2 separate regions of the Mus musculus genome follow, and region 2 is linked to region 1. A link is a contact called in public promoter capture Hi-C data. All regions are on one chromosome and are shown on one strand. The core of a region is the stretch at or near the end of the contact, and the rest is flanking DNA. Distances in the headings are between cores, read along the strand shown. Region 1 holds the start of Gas6 (growth arrest specific 6). Region 2 holds the start of Cfap97d2 (CFAP97 domain containing 2).

Region 1 (6,932 bases), core at 906-3,405:
GCTCTCTCTCAACTCTTGTCACCACAAGCCCTGTCCACACTGAATGGCAGGAAGCTTCATGGGAGGGTGGAGTTGTAACACACAGAACCAGTCACCTAAGCCCACAGCCCAGGTGACCAAGGACTGGGACTTACCCTAGAATGCCGATGGCAGAACTCATTGGGTCGAGAGCAATCATCAAAACAGAGAAGCAGCAGCAAGGGTAGAAAAAGATCAGCCATCTGCCCCATCCTGCTGTAGATGCCTGGGGCAGCACCATGGTGAGGGGAGGGTGGGAGGTGGGGTGGGGGAGGGGGGAGCAGGGGTGGGGCACAGCTTGTCACCTGATCTTGGCTTCCACACTGGGTAACAGTGCCAAAGCAGCTATGGTGACACTCAACAGCTGTAGCACCGCTATCAGGAAAGCAGCTTTGACAGGGATTGTCCAGTCAGCCGATTAGACACAAGTCAAAGCAAAGGCCCCAATGGCTCACACAGCGCCATCCTAACATCATGTGATCCTTACTTCACCCCAGAAGAATTCTTTGAAGGGAAAATGCCAGCGGAACCCAACATTGTGAAACCATACCGATTTGGCAGGTGTTGGGGGGGGGAGTGGGGGGGGGGCTCTGCATCACTACGGAGACCCGTGGGCCAGTCCAGATCTCAATCAACCTCACGCATGCCCTACGCTGGGGTGTGTTCCCCTCATGAATCCACTCAGCCCCCACGCGCACCTTCTGGGGAGAGTCCTGTGCATACATAGGCTGCTGGCTGCAGTTGGCTGTACGCCTGCTCCATTCCCCAAGGACATTATTAATAGAAGTTTGTCCTGGGCCAGCACAGCCCTTGCAGAGGCAGGTGCCGGCCCTCTTCCTCACGTTGCTCCCCACCCGCCCGTATGCATGTTCTTAGCACAATTCCAGCCATCGTATTTTTGGACCTGCTGCAGCAAGCAATTCCAGCTTTGAGATCTTTCAATTCCTCTTTCAGGAAAACCCTGGGTCCCTCCGGAGGAAGACCAAAGAGGAGCCCCACCCCTCACCTCCAATCCAATAAAGGGACTGGCAGTCTTAGGAAGCCTTTGAGTTTCAAATCACTGCGGATTTTTCCCACGGGTACTTTCTTTTCGAGGGTAGGGGAAGATTTAGTTTCAGAGTCTACTGAAGGGATCTCAGTGGAGCCCACTCAAGGATACGCTTTCTACTCCTGAAGAGGAGAGGACTTGTGGGTCAACTGAGAAACTTGGGCTCAAGAATGGAGAAGTGCAAGGGGGTGCGAAGAAGGCTCAGTGTCTAAGAGTTCTGGGGTGCACGTGGTGGTGCGGTCCACACAAGGATCCTTACATCTCCAGAAAGGATGTTTGGGATTCGACAGTCCCCGGGTCTCCTGGACCCTCACAGGGTGGGAGTCGGAACTTGCGGCCCCCAAAAGTATGGGTTCTGGGACGCCCAGGACCCACCCCGCGACCCCTGGCGCACGCTCACCGTCTCGGGGTCGTTCTCGAACACCTCTCTGGCCTCCTCTTTGCTGCACACCTCCTCCACGCACTCCCGTTCCAGGTGGCCCTGCTTGGCCTCCTCGAAGACTTGGTAGGCGCGGCGCTGCCTGGGCCGCAGAAACTGCGCCGCCTCACGCGCCCGCAACAGCACAGCTGCAGAAAGAAGGGTGTACGGTCAACCTACACCCACTCGGGGCTGGAATGTAGGGGGTCTGGGATGCTGGGGATCGTAATGCCTGTGTGTCTGGGATGCTCCGGGTCCGTGATGCCTAGAGCTCAGAGGTCCGGGGACAGGATGCCAGGGTGTCTGGGGTACCCGGCACCAGGATGCTGCGCCGGGGTACAGGCCTGGAGCCCCACACCACGGGGTAGTGGGTTTGGGGGACCCCTGCGGTACTCACTGTGAGAAGACTCGGAAGCCAGCAGGAGCAGCAGAAGCGCAGTGCCCAGGGCGGCGGCGGGCCCGGGCGGTGGCGGCATGGCGAGGCCGGTGCCGGGGAGCCTAGCAGCCGGGAGCGTGCGGTCAGAGCACCCGGGAGGCTGAAGCGAGGCGCGGACGCCGCGAGACACGGGCTCCGGTCATCCTGGCTAAGCGACGGTGAAGGTCACATCCCTGCGGCGGCAGCGCCGCACCCGGCGCTCGCTGCGGTTCTGGGCCGTGAAGGAGGCAGCGGGTGAGGGCGGGGCTTAGGGCGGGTGGGGGTGGGGCCTAGTGTGAGTAGGGCGGGGCCTTTGGGGGCGGGGCCGAGCTGGGTGAGGCAAGGCAGGCTGACTGGTTCGACTCCAGTATCCTCAAAATTTCACTGCTAGAATGCGGTAAAATGAAAGGAGAATTGTATCTGGGCATCTGCCCAGGTACAATTTGACCGTTTTCTATCCTCCTCTGCAGACATCGTTTTCGGAATCTTCATTCTTGGGCACATTTTCTAAAGAGATGCAACATCCACTAAGGAAACAATAACTGTGGCCACACCCAGTGGCGTGGAGGTCCACGGTGCAAGATGTTATTCCCTCTGAAATCTGATTTCCACACCACAGGCTGAAAGCAGCATTGTGTATTTTCCAGTACCAAAGCTTTCTGGCTCTTGTCTCAGGGCACTTTGCAAGGTCATAGATGCACACACACACACACACACACACACACACACACACACCTTGCAGACCAATCACAGAATGCAGATATGCAGCAGCCTGCCAAAACCCAATAGGGTAGATGTTCCTGAGACATCCTTACCTCAGCATTTTGATAGAAAAGGATAAGGAGTCACCCTCCCCCTCTTTTCTGGGTGAATGCAACCCAGATTCTTGGGAGCACACAAGGTCAATACTGGTGGAATTCTTCTTTAAGGTCATCCGTTTGAAGGTGGGGCTAACAAATATCTTAATTTCAGAGAAATGACTGCCATGGGAATCATCTTGAAAGGGAATTAAAAATTGGATAAGCTGTGCCTGCTTCCAGACCAGAATCACGGCACTCCCAGGAAACCAAGCCAAGAACTTCAGAAGCCAGAGAGCACCCCGAATTTCCTAAGGCTGCCCCAGGCCTACAGACACCATGTGCTTGGAATGAATATTTGCCGTATTAATTTTCTGCTCTTTCTTAAGAAGGAACACTGTTTTCAAAAGTGGTGTTGGTTATTCACGAACACTCATTCCAAGCCAAGTAGAGGTCCGCCATTTCTGAAGGTTCTGAGGAACGGGCATGGGTGGAGGTCAGGTGGTTTGCATGTCTGCAGTTGCTGCTGCCTGTACACCTGTGGAAGGTTGGAGGAAAGATGATTTGATTTTTCTAGTTACTTGAATCCCTTCCTCCCCCCTCCCCCCATGAGAGACAGCTTCTCTGGCTTCTATGGTGTGGTCGTGACTCAGACAACCAGGACCCAGCACCACCTCAGCTCGATGGAGTTATCCAGATCTTTTGGCTTCCTTTAGCCTTGACCTCAGTCTCCCCTACATTCCCAGTGCATTCTTTCTGCTGGGCATCCCAGTAAAGATGCCTCACATTATACAGACCGTTGGTTTAATGAAGAGAGAGCATCCTCCTGGATTTGGCTTAGAAAACAGAGCAAAGAGGAAGCAAATGTGGAGGGAAGTGGAAGGCTGGATGGAGGGCACTCAACCGAGTCATCAACACAAACAAACAACAAACAAAACAAATGAAACAAACAAACAAACAAACAAACAATTCCCTTTCCAAGGCAGCCATGGGAAACCTGTAAGAAACGACCCGGGTAAATATTTCACATTTGAAGTGCCCTGCAATGGAAATGGTGAGGCTCAGCCCCACAGGGCAGGAGGTTGGAGCCATCTGGGGTGTTGCGAATGATCTGGCTACAGAAAGGAAAGCTGGTTGCTTCTCTTGTCAGGAATAAGCTCAGGTGGGCTGTGGAGATTGGGTGGAAGCATTGTGTCTGGATGGAACCAGTTCTGCACAGTCCCCAAGGCCACTTCTCTGTGCAATACACTTGAACTGAGATTGCTCTTGTTCTTCTTTAAAATGAGTTGTCCTGGAAACAAACCAACATTCAGTTTGGTTTCTGTTTGGGGTTCGATAGCCTTATCGATATATGGAAATGCCTTTAAGTTGTGTCTATAAGATAGCTTTTGATGTACCTGAGGCCCAGGTGTTTACCTGTGTAGCAAGATGACACAGCAGGATCCAAAGAGTGCCTGTCCCCTTTGCTAATTCTTCCTTCCCAATGTCCCTCCCATCCCCTGTGTTCCCATAGTCTAGAAAACAGCTTCTGCTACTACAGATTAACTCATAATTTCTAGCATTACATAAATCTATATTAACCACATTTTTTGCTTGGCCTTTTCAACCAGCATATTTTCATTTTTGCTCACTATATTCAGTTTTATGGATATACTTATTGATGAACATTAGAGGTTTTTTAAAAAAAGATTTATTTCTTTATTTTATGTGTATGAGTACACTATAGCTGTATTCAGACACACCAGAAGAGGGCATCGGATCCCATTACAGATGGTTGTGATCTGGAAGATCAGTTGGTGCTCTTAACCACTAAACCATCTCTCTAGCCCAAGTTGTCTTATTTTCTTAAATCAGACAATAGACTGTGAACACTTATGGGCCATTTATGCATAAATTATCACGTGCCAATATGGTTTCATTTCTCTTGAACTTTCTTTTTACTTTAATAAAAACTTTATTTAAACAAGAGGATTGACTTGAAGGGATGATTTTGTCCAAGAGTAATTTACCCCTACTTAAAGACAAATTGCCCTGCTTGTAACAATAATGTACAAAAAAGTTATAAAAGTGTACTTGGCTTTACAATGGTAGATGTAAAAACATTAAAATTCTCCCATCAAACAAGGTATGAATGGATTTTATGTTGTTGGGTTCTTTTGTCAAAACGATGAGAAGAAAATAACTTACTGCAACACAAGGAGTGGAATGAGGGAGCCACTAATGGAGAAAGGGGGAATGTTTTTACAGACCCAGTACCGACCCCAGACCAGCCCCATCTGATGTCAACCAAAACAACATTGGCCACTTAGTTTAAAAAAGAAAAAAAAAAGCAATATACTTGTGCACACACACCAGTTACTTTATGTGCAATAAAGAAATGAGGACAGGGAAATGAAGGAATAAAGAAAGCTGTACTGTAGTAGCCAGGATGTGGCAGAACCAAATCTCAGCTTTCTAGTTGAGAGTGAGAGTTCCTGTGGCTCCCGTGGCTCCCGTGGCTCCCGTGGCTCCCGTGGCTCCCGTGGCTCCCGTGGCTCCCGTGGCTCCTGTGGCATTTGGTCTATAACAAAATTCTGGAGGAAGTAGCAGGTTCCCTGTTTAGTAGAGGCCTCCTGTCTGCTGCTGAAACACACCAATCATATCTTCACCGCCATTTCCAACTGTGCAGGTGTGTCCATTTCATTGACTGCTTGTCGATCAAATCCGATTCTTTCCTCAAGTTCCTGGTCAGCCATGGTGAGCACCAGTCTCCTCAGCTGCCACTTCACAAGCGAGGCGCCAGGTCTGCACTGACGGCGCACACAGGCAGCAGCAGAAGGGGCAGCTTGAAGGTTTTTAAACATTTTGTTTGTTTAGTGTGTGTGTGTGTGTGCATGTGTGTGTGCATGTGTGTGTGCATGTATGTGTGTGTATAACCTGTAGGAATCTCTCTTTCTCTTATTGTTTAAAATCACATTTCTGTAATAACTAATGACTTTGAGTAGAGCTTAGTGTGCCTTGTGCCATCCAAATAGCTTCTCTGCTGAAGTGTATGTTTAAATTTCCTTCCTCCCTCCCTCCCTCCCTCCCTCCCTCCCTCCCTCCCTCTTTCCTTCCTGTTTGAGATGTTTGCTTTTCTAATCATTGTTTCAAGAATTCTTTAAATAGTCCAGATAAAAGGTCCTTATCAGATGTGTGGTTTGTAAATATTTATTTCCAGCCTGTACCTGTGTTTTCATTCTATCAAACTGTCTTTCAAAGAGCAGGTGTCTTAAGTTTGAGATTACTTGAGGAGAACAATGGCTTACCTTTGGTTCTGGCCTGAAAGGGTCAGAGCCTTTAACTGGGAGAAAGTTCAGGGGTCGTCCCTCCTGAAAGGGAGGGATGTCCTAACATGCCTTTCTGTGGGCCAGAGTTTTTCCTTGTTCCTAGTCAAGAGTTAATATTTACCCTGAGAGGAGGATGTCCTTGGGTCTTCAGATAACAGTTTCTTCTTCTGAAGTTTGTTCTTGTTATGAGAAAATGACTCCAAAAATGATAATATTGTCTGCCAGGTGCAACTAAGTAAAAATGTTATTTTTTGAGCAAAAGTTGCAAAGTCATACCCCATGTTTTTAAGCTGTAGGAATCAGTAAAGCTTTGCTACTTGCCACCAGAGCGGTAGTCCGTCTGTTTCTTTAAGGCGTTCGCGAAGCTGGTCTTCGTCAATTACTGGCTCCCCCTTTTATGCTTCTGGTGTTATATTTGTCCAATCAAATGTCATAAAGGTTTTATCCTAGATATTATTGCAAAGGTAAGTTTTGTGTTCAGGAACATGATCTGTTTTAAATTAGTGAAACTTTATTCAGCTGAATAGTCATTTGGTTATCAATAGTGTTGACCCATTATGTAGCATTCTGAATAGATGAGCGAGGTGTAGATTTCTGTGTGTGTGTGTGTGTGTGTGTGTGTGTGGTGTGGTGTGATGGTACAACTCTCCCAGAATTGTTTACTGAAAACTATTCTACTTCTAGTGACTTGTCTTTGTGTCACCAGTAACCCATTGATTTTACATGTGTGAGTCTGTTCATTGACTGTTCTATTAAATTTATTTCTCTTTAAAGTTCGTACCATGCTTCCTCTTCCTCCTCCTCCTCCTCCTCCTCCTCCTCCTCCTCCTCCTCCTCCTCCTCTTCCTTCTCCTCCTCTGTGTAGCCCTCACTGTCCTGGAATTCACTTCGGTACACCAGGCTGTCTTTCAACTTAGAAATCCATCTG
Region 2 (6,910 bases), core at 3,207-5,706, 210 kb after region 1:
CAGTCACAACATCGTTTCCTATGTGTTGTCACATCTTCTGCTTGGCACATCCTCATAGCCCTTCACTCTGAGGAGCACATAATGTAGACCACCTTTCCCTCCCCCCTCAAGCCTTCCCCAGGCCCCACCTGGAGCCATTCTGAGCAGAGGGTCTTGCTACATGAGTGAGTGAGCTGCTTTGGAATTCCATCCAGTAGACTGGGAGACTGCCACCTCCCTCTCCCAGACAGCTCGTTAGTACCTGCATAGACTGGTAGACTGGAGAGACTACACCAAGCATCCTACATAATGCAGGGCACTCTATACCATCACTTGGCCCAAAGATGTTGACAGTGTTGAAGTTCAGAAACCTAGTATCTCGGCTGAAAAGATGGTTTAGCCGTTAAGAGCATTTCTGGCCAGGCATGAGGAAGCACACCTTTAATCCCAGCCCTGGGGAGGCAGAAGTAGGTGGAACTCTGAGTTTAAGGCCAGCAGGATTTACGTATCAAGTTCCAGGCTAGCCTGAGCTATACAGTGAGATCTTGTCTCAAAAATAAAAACAAGCATCTGTAACCCCTGTTCCAGGGGATCCTGTGTCTTCTTCTGGCCTCCACGGGCACTGCGGCCAGGCATACGTGCACACAAATATTCATACGCATAAAAAAGAAAATAAAAAGAAACTCGGCATTAGAGATTTATCTGGTTGCCTTGGTTGGAGCTGTGCCAATTAGTCAATAAGTAAACTCATACGAAATGATTGGTGAAGGGCCAGAGAGGAGAACGTTGTTCCACTCTTTACTGGAACCCATTTTGGGTCTCGCCTCTCATTTAAAGGGACTCAAAGGGGGCAGCTCCAGGAGAAGGAAGAGGAGAGACATGGAGTAAGGCTTGGCTTGGCGCAGCCCTGGGCATTTTAAGACGAGGCTCTCTGAGAAACCAGATGCTGGACTACATCAGAAGAGTTCTCATGAGCCTCAGAGACACGGCTTCCTCCTGGCTTCTGGGAAAGGTGTGACAGAGTCACTGTGTAGTGACTGTTCCCTCTAGGACATAGAGAGATTACAGTGACAGCTCCCATCAGAGACAGAGCCATCTAGTGACAATGCCCTCCTGAGACACAAAGCCATCCCGTGACTACTGCCACATGAGAGAACACTGCCCCTGGGTCCCTGTGGAAATCCTCCCGTCACTGGGATGTCTCTGACCCAGAACCACAGCAGAAACTTCCCATCTTGGATACCACCCTCCTAGAGGCTGAATGACCCTCTGGTTCATCAGAAATACTCAGTTTTCCTGAGTTTCAATTTCCTTCTCTGTTGGAACAGAAGGTTTATTCCATCTTTGGCTGTGTTTTCCCCTTACTCTGGAAGGGAAGGATACAATGCCAGAAATACTTAGGAACTACTTCCTTGTGTTTACAGTGGAAAAAAGGTTTATTTATTTTACAATTACATCCACACTCAAATGGCAGCCAGGGACCATGGTGTTAGGAGGCTGGGGCCTTGCGTCCTCCCTGGGCTGCTGAAGAGCTTTCTAAAAGGATTCTGTGACTTAACCCTTGTCTCAGAAACACACACATCCTGTTTAGCCTGCGGCCCCCTGCGGAGCCTCCCCTGCCAGGCCAGGCCATTGAGACAGAATCAAGCCCGCCTGGGTGTCAATATGGACTCTCTACCCAGCACCTTCCTGCCTTGGGCTTTCAGAGTAAAGGCTGTAGCTGTATCCTTGCTTCTCCAGAAACTGGGTGCTCTGCTAAGATACCATGTCCATCCAGGAGACACTCTCCCCTGCAAATGAGGGGAGGGCGGGGGTTTTAAAATACCAGAAATGCTGTTGTTGTTCAGTTCTGAAAAGATTTCCATATTCTATAGCCAGATAATAAAAGAAATTGTGGCCAAGGAGACTTTGCAAGCAGCATGGATGCAGAGTGCAGCATGGAGCCATGGCCTCCCCAAACCATGACCTGTGAGCCCTTGGCAAAAGATCCCCAGTAGTGAGGCATGCACTGCTTTTCAGCTAAAGCAAATAAATGTGGTTCAGATCCATGTGGCTTGGTCTGGATGATGCAGGATGTCCCTCTCAGACACCTTCCTCGACCTTTAGTGTTCTAGACACAGTCCAGTGCCTTCTCTGCCTGTGCTCTTCTCTGTTGCTGTTCTGGTTCTGGGATTGCCAGTGCCAGGAGAGCTGACGTGACACACAGAGGCATCTCTGGCCATGACCAGAAACTGGGAACCAGGATGGCAGACCAGATGTTGAAGGAAGTCTGCTCTGGGAGAACGTGTCCTGTGGAAGGGTATAACGACACTTGTATGTCCAAGTCATTCTTAAAAATTAGTCATACAAATGCAGTAAAACAGACCTTAAGACAACTGCCAGGCATAGTGATGCACATCTTTAATCCCAGCACTTGGAAGGCAGAGGCAGGTGGAACTCTTACGAGGTCCAGGCCAGCCATGCCCAGTGAGACTAGATCTCAAACAACAAGGACCACAACCACTTCCTTCCCACCTGTAGCAAGTGAAGGCTTCCACGATGACCTCTAGGCTGGTTTGGGGTGTAGCTGAGGCTGGGTGGTTTTATGCCTGCTCTGTATATGTCCGCCCTTCCCAGAAGGCCCGGTGTGGGTTTCCTGTCACATTGCACTCTAGGTTCCCCTGGCAGCAAAAAAATCATCCAAATCTCATGTGTGTGCCATCTGCCGCTCCTGTAGGTCAGATACCTTAAGAATGAGCTCCGAGGTGGCTAGAGCATGTCCAGCACTTTTTTTTTTTGAGGGATTGTGTGTTAAGGTCCAAGAGCTTCGGGGAGCAGGACCCTCGTGTTCAAGGGGCCCAGGCTTTCCAGAGACCCAGCAAATATTTATTTTACAATTACATGCACATTTAAATAGCAGCCAGGGACCATGGTGGTAGGAGATCACAGATTCTAAGAGATCCTCCTGCCAAAGAAGGCCGCAGAAGTTTCCCTGTCTTTTCCTAGCCTGAACTTTTCACAACAAGGACCTGTGGGTGTGTGGCTAGCTGTCCACAGCATCTCAGGAGGCTGGCATGCCTTGGCTTCATTCACATCTTATCCTGAGTCTGACTCAAGCACAGCTGATGTGTTGACAGCCCCTAAATCATGTGCTCTGTGCCCGTCCTAGCCTTCATTTAACCACAGTTGAGCAGGGAGTGGTAGCTACCAATTCTGTACTCCAAGTTCTGAATACCAAACGTTACAAAGGCCGGAATTCTGAAATAAAAACAATATTGTTATTCTTTTTGACAGTCTTTTGGGTTGCTAGAGAAAGTTTATCCAAGACAGATTTAAAAAAAATAATAACTTGTATCATGAAAACGAACCTTAAAAATGAATAGCTTAAAAATGACCAAGACACAAAGACCAAAGTGTGGATACTTCGCCTCTTCTTAGAATTGGAAACAATCACCCATGGAAGGAGTTACAGAGACAAAGTTTGGAGCTGAGACAAAAGGATGGACCATCTAGAGACTGCCATATCCAGGGATCCATCCCATAATTAGCCTCCAAACGATGACACCATTGCATACACTAGCAAGCGTTTGTTGCAAGGACTGTGATATAGCTGTCTCTTGTGAGACTAGGTCGGGGCCTAGCAAACACAGAAGTGGATGCTCACAGTCAACTATTGGATGGATCACAGGGCCCCCAATGGAGGAGCTAGAGAAAGTATCCAAGGAGCTAAAGAGATCTGCAACCCTGTAGGTGCAACAATATGAACCAGTACCCCGGAGCTCTTGACTCTAGCTGCATATGTATCAAAAGATGGCCTAGTCGGCCATCACTGGAAAGAGAAGCCCATTGGACAGGCAAACTTTATACGCCCCAGTACAGGGGAATGCCAGGGCCAAAAAAATGGGAATGGGTGGGTAGGGGAGTTGGGGGGGGGAAAGGGGGGGACTTTTGGGATAGCATTGGAAATGTAATTGAGGAAAATACGTAATAAAAAAAAATGACCAAGACTTTGTATAACTGAGCCTCAAGTCAACCGAAGAAGAAGAAAAAGAAAAGAAAATCTTCCACCTGAACTGGAGTTATTGTTATTTTGTTATAAGATTTTTATTACATTTGTAACATTGTTATAAATGATTCGGAAAGAAAGACGGGACCAAAAGTGTTTCTCTTCCTGAAGAAATACAAAGATTAAGAAAGTAAAGAAAGGAAGAGAGTGGCAGGTGGCAGATGACTGTGAAAGAGATGCTGGTTCATTCTAGTCTGTTCTGGCAAAGGAGATGGTCTTTGGCCTCCTTTTTTCTTGTTTTCTTCTGGAGCTGGGAGCTGAGTTGCTCTTCTCCCGACAGCAGCAGTGAGCTAATCAAGACTCAAGACAACCACTGGGGTGGAAGGAGAGTCTAGCTGTCTCTTAGTGCTCTCTCATCTTTTGTTCAAAAGCCTCCAGACTGAACTGGGCTCTCCCCAAGGCCTGGGTGCCATGGCAACCGTCACATGACCCCACAAACAGCTCTGCTGCTGGGGCTGTACTGCTGCTGCCTGCTCCTCTCTGAAGGGACGCTGGAGTTTGTGATCTGAGATGCATAGAGTCCCCCGGCTGACCACCCCGTGGGCTAATAGGGACCTGCAGAGAGCCTGGGAGAAAACCTACCAGGACCACAGGAAAAAGGTAGGAAGACTCCTGGAGCCTCATGCTGGGGTTTGGGGTGCCAGGCAAAGCCCAGGGAAGTCCGGCGTGGATTCAAAAGGTCAGAATGGCAGAGTGTCTTTTTAACTAAAGAAATAGTTTATTTCACGTGTACGAATGTTTTGCTTTCACGTATGTCTGTGTACCGCATGCATACCTAGTGCCCGTGAAGGCCAGAAGGCAGTATATCCCTTGGAATTGAAGTCGAAGACAGTTGTGCGTGCTGGGAATCAAACCCAGATTCTCTGGAAGAACAGTCGGTGCTCGTGACGTTGCTAAGGGTCTCTCCAGCCCCGGGAGGACGGTTCTTAAGAGGACTTATCATTACATCACCAGTGAACAAGATTCCCACCAACTTAGAGTCAAGACCATCCCATTCACAAACACAGGGTGCATTCCTAAGGTACTCAACTTCCCCCAAGTTACTTGAAGCCATCCTATGATAAAAGGACCTGATGTCCACTCCTGGTCCACATTACACGCACCAGAAGGAACCAAAACCTGCCTGCACCTGGAGAGGGGAGAGGCAAGTGCCCACTTCGTCTCCCTGGATAAAGAATGTCACGATGGAGTTCAGCCCAGCTGCCCAGCGTTCTCACTAGGCTAACCACATTTCCTTAGCTGTGCTGGGAACACTGGCAGGAGGACGTTCTTAGATCTGGAAACTTCAGCACTAGGTTGATCCCCTCCACTAATTTTCAACGATTACCCCCAGGTACCAAATCGATAATCAACCCTGTTTCCTTCTGAAGTCTCAGGTGACACCCTAAGAAGTCAGCTCTTTCTGGGCTCACTTGATGCTCCAGCCTCACCCCTCCCTTGCTTGCCTCTCCCCACCTCACCGGCCCCTTGAAGCCCCCACGTAGCACTCCTCCACAGCTCTGTAGAGGTCCTCAGCTTACTTCCTTATGTCTCGTTCCAAGGCCACCTCTGGAGAGAACTTCCTCTGATCCCACTGTAAGAAGCACACCAAGGCCTTCTGCTCTCTTGGCCTTACCACCGTGGTGGTTGCCCAGGTTCATCACGGGGCACCTGTTTCACCTGCTCTGGCCATGCTAGTTGCTGTGGTATTAGGGACCTGAGTAACTATTTAAGCTCTTACTACTCGTTAGGAGGCCAGAGGAAGCAAACCATTGTCTCTCCCAGTGATCTTCCAGCCTAGTCCTGTAGGAACCTTGCTCTTGTTTATCCCAGGGACTGGCCCAAACCCCATGAGATAAGCAGTCACCCTGTGCTTATGTGAGTGTCCAGACTCTGCCCCTAAGACACTGCAACACAAAGATGGTTTAAATGGTCACTGTGGAAGAAGAAAACTGATTGGGCAAATGAGACTCATGGAGGTGAACAGTAGGCTGGAACCCTGAGATGTCTACAAGTATTGGTTTATGGCACAAATACATAAGTCTTTGAAATGTCCCAGAAGCTTATGATTCATTTTTTAAAAGATTTATTTATGTATTTATTTATTTATTTATTTATTTAATGTATATGAGTGCCCTGTCTTCATGCTCGCAAGAAGAGGGCATCAGATTCCATTACAGATGGTTGTGAGCCACCATGTGGTTCCTGGGAATTGAACTCAGGGCCTCTGGAAGTGTAGCCAGTGCTCTTAACCACTGAGCCATCTCTCCAGCCTGTTTGGGGGTTTTTTAGAGAACCTGATATGGCTGTGACCAGCAACAGAGCAAGAACACTGGGGATCCACAGCCTGTCACAAAGGTGACAGTCTATCTGAGAAGGAAAGACAAGAGTCACACAAAGGTGGGAAGGGAAATCACACAAGGTCAAGGAGCCCGTCTTGGACACAACTGATCAAACAGCTAAAACGGGGTGTCGGGAGGAAGCTCACAGTGACTGAGGGCATAGCATAGAAGCCATGCCAGCTGAGAGTGTGGAGAGGTCTGAATGTCAGACAGTGGAGGCTAGGGGCTAGTGTGAAGTACACATAGGCACAAGACAAGGGAAGGGGACTGTTATAGCTAAGGTTTCTATTGATGTGATAAAACATTATGGCCAAAGCAACTGGGGCAAGAAAGGGTTTATTTGGCTTACACTTCCACATCACAGTCCATCATCAAAGGAAGTCAGGGCAGGAACTTAAGCAGAGACTGTGGGAAGCCGTTGCAGAGTGGCAGTTGCAGAGTGGCAGTTGGCTACTGCTGGCCACCACACATACATAGGCAGTGAAGGTTCTTTTGCCAAGACAAGTTAACCAATCAGATGTGAGACACGCCTCTCCTAGGCCTATGTAAGCAGCACCAGTTCTGG

What was found. Capture Hi-C pulls out chosen DNA fragments and counts their contacts.
Region 2: a contact with region 1 is called in a promoter capture Hi-C map of adipose tissue, with 5 times the contacts expected there. The contact joins the promoter of Cfap97d2 here to the promoter of Gas6 in region 1. A contact is called at or near these places in 1 of 39 promoter capture datasets (3T3-L1-derived adipocytes), 1 of 484 Hi-C or Micro-C datasets (nephron progenitors), 6 of 115 datasets of contacts at active chromatin or transcription factors (bone marrow-derived macrophages, double positive thymocytes, embryonic midbrain and 2 more) and 4 of 9 other capture datasets (adipose tissue, liver, macrophages and 1 more).

What each region holds. Positions count from the first base shown.
Region 1 is chr8:13,492,380-13,499,311 of GRCm38.p6, forward strand. It overlaps Gas6 (growth arrest specific 6), which reads right to left and starts at 2,156. Exons shown (of 15, transcript NM_019521.2): 1 at 1,882-2,156; 2 at 1,467-1,633. The coding sequence starts at 1,960. It also overlaps a transcript of Tmem255b not described here.
Region 2 is chr8:13,701,433-13,708,342 of GRCm38.p6, forward strand. It overlaps Cfap97d2 (CFAP97 domain containing 2), which reads left to right and starts at 4,457. Exons shown (of 4, transcript NM_001101519.1): 1 at 4,457-4,624. The coding sequence starts at 4,535. All of the region lies in intron 1 of Gm46032 (a long non-coding RNA gene), which reads right to left.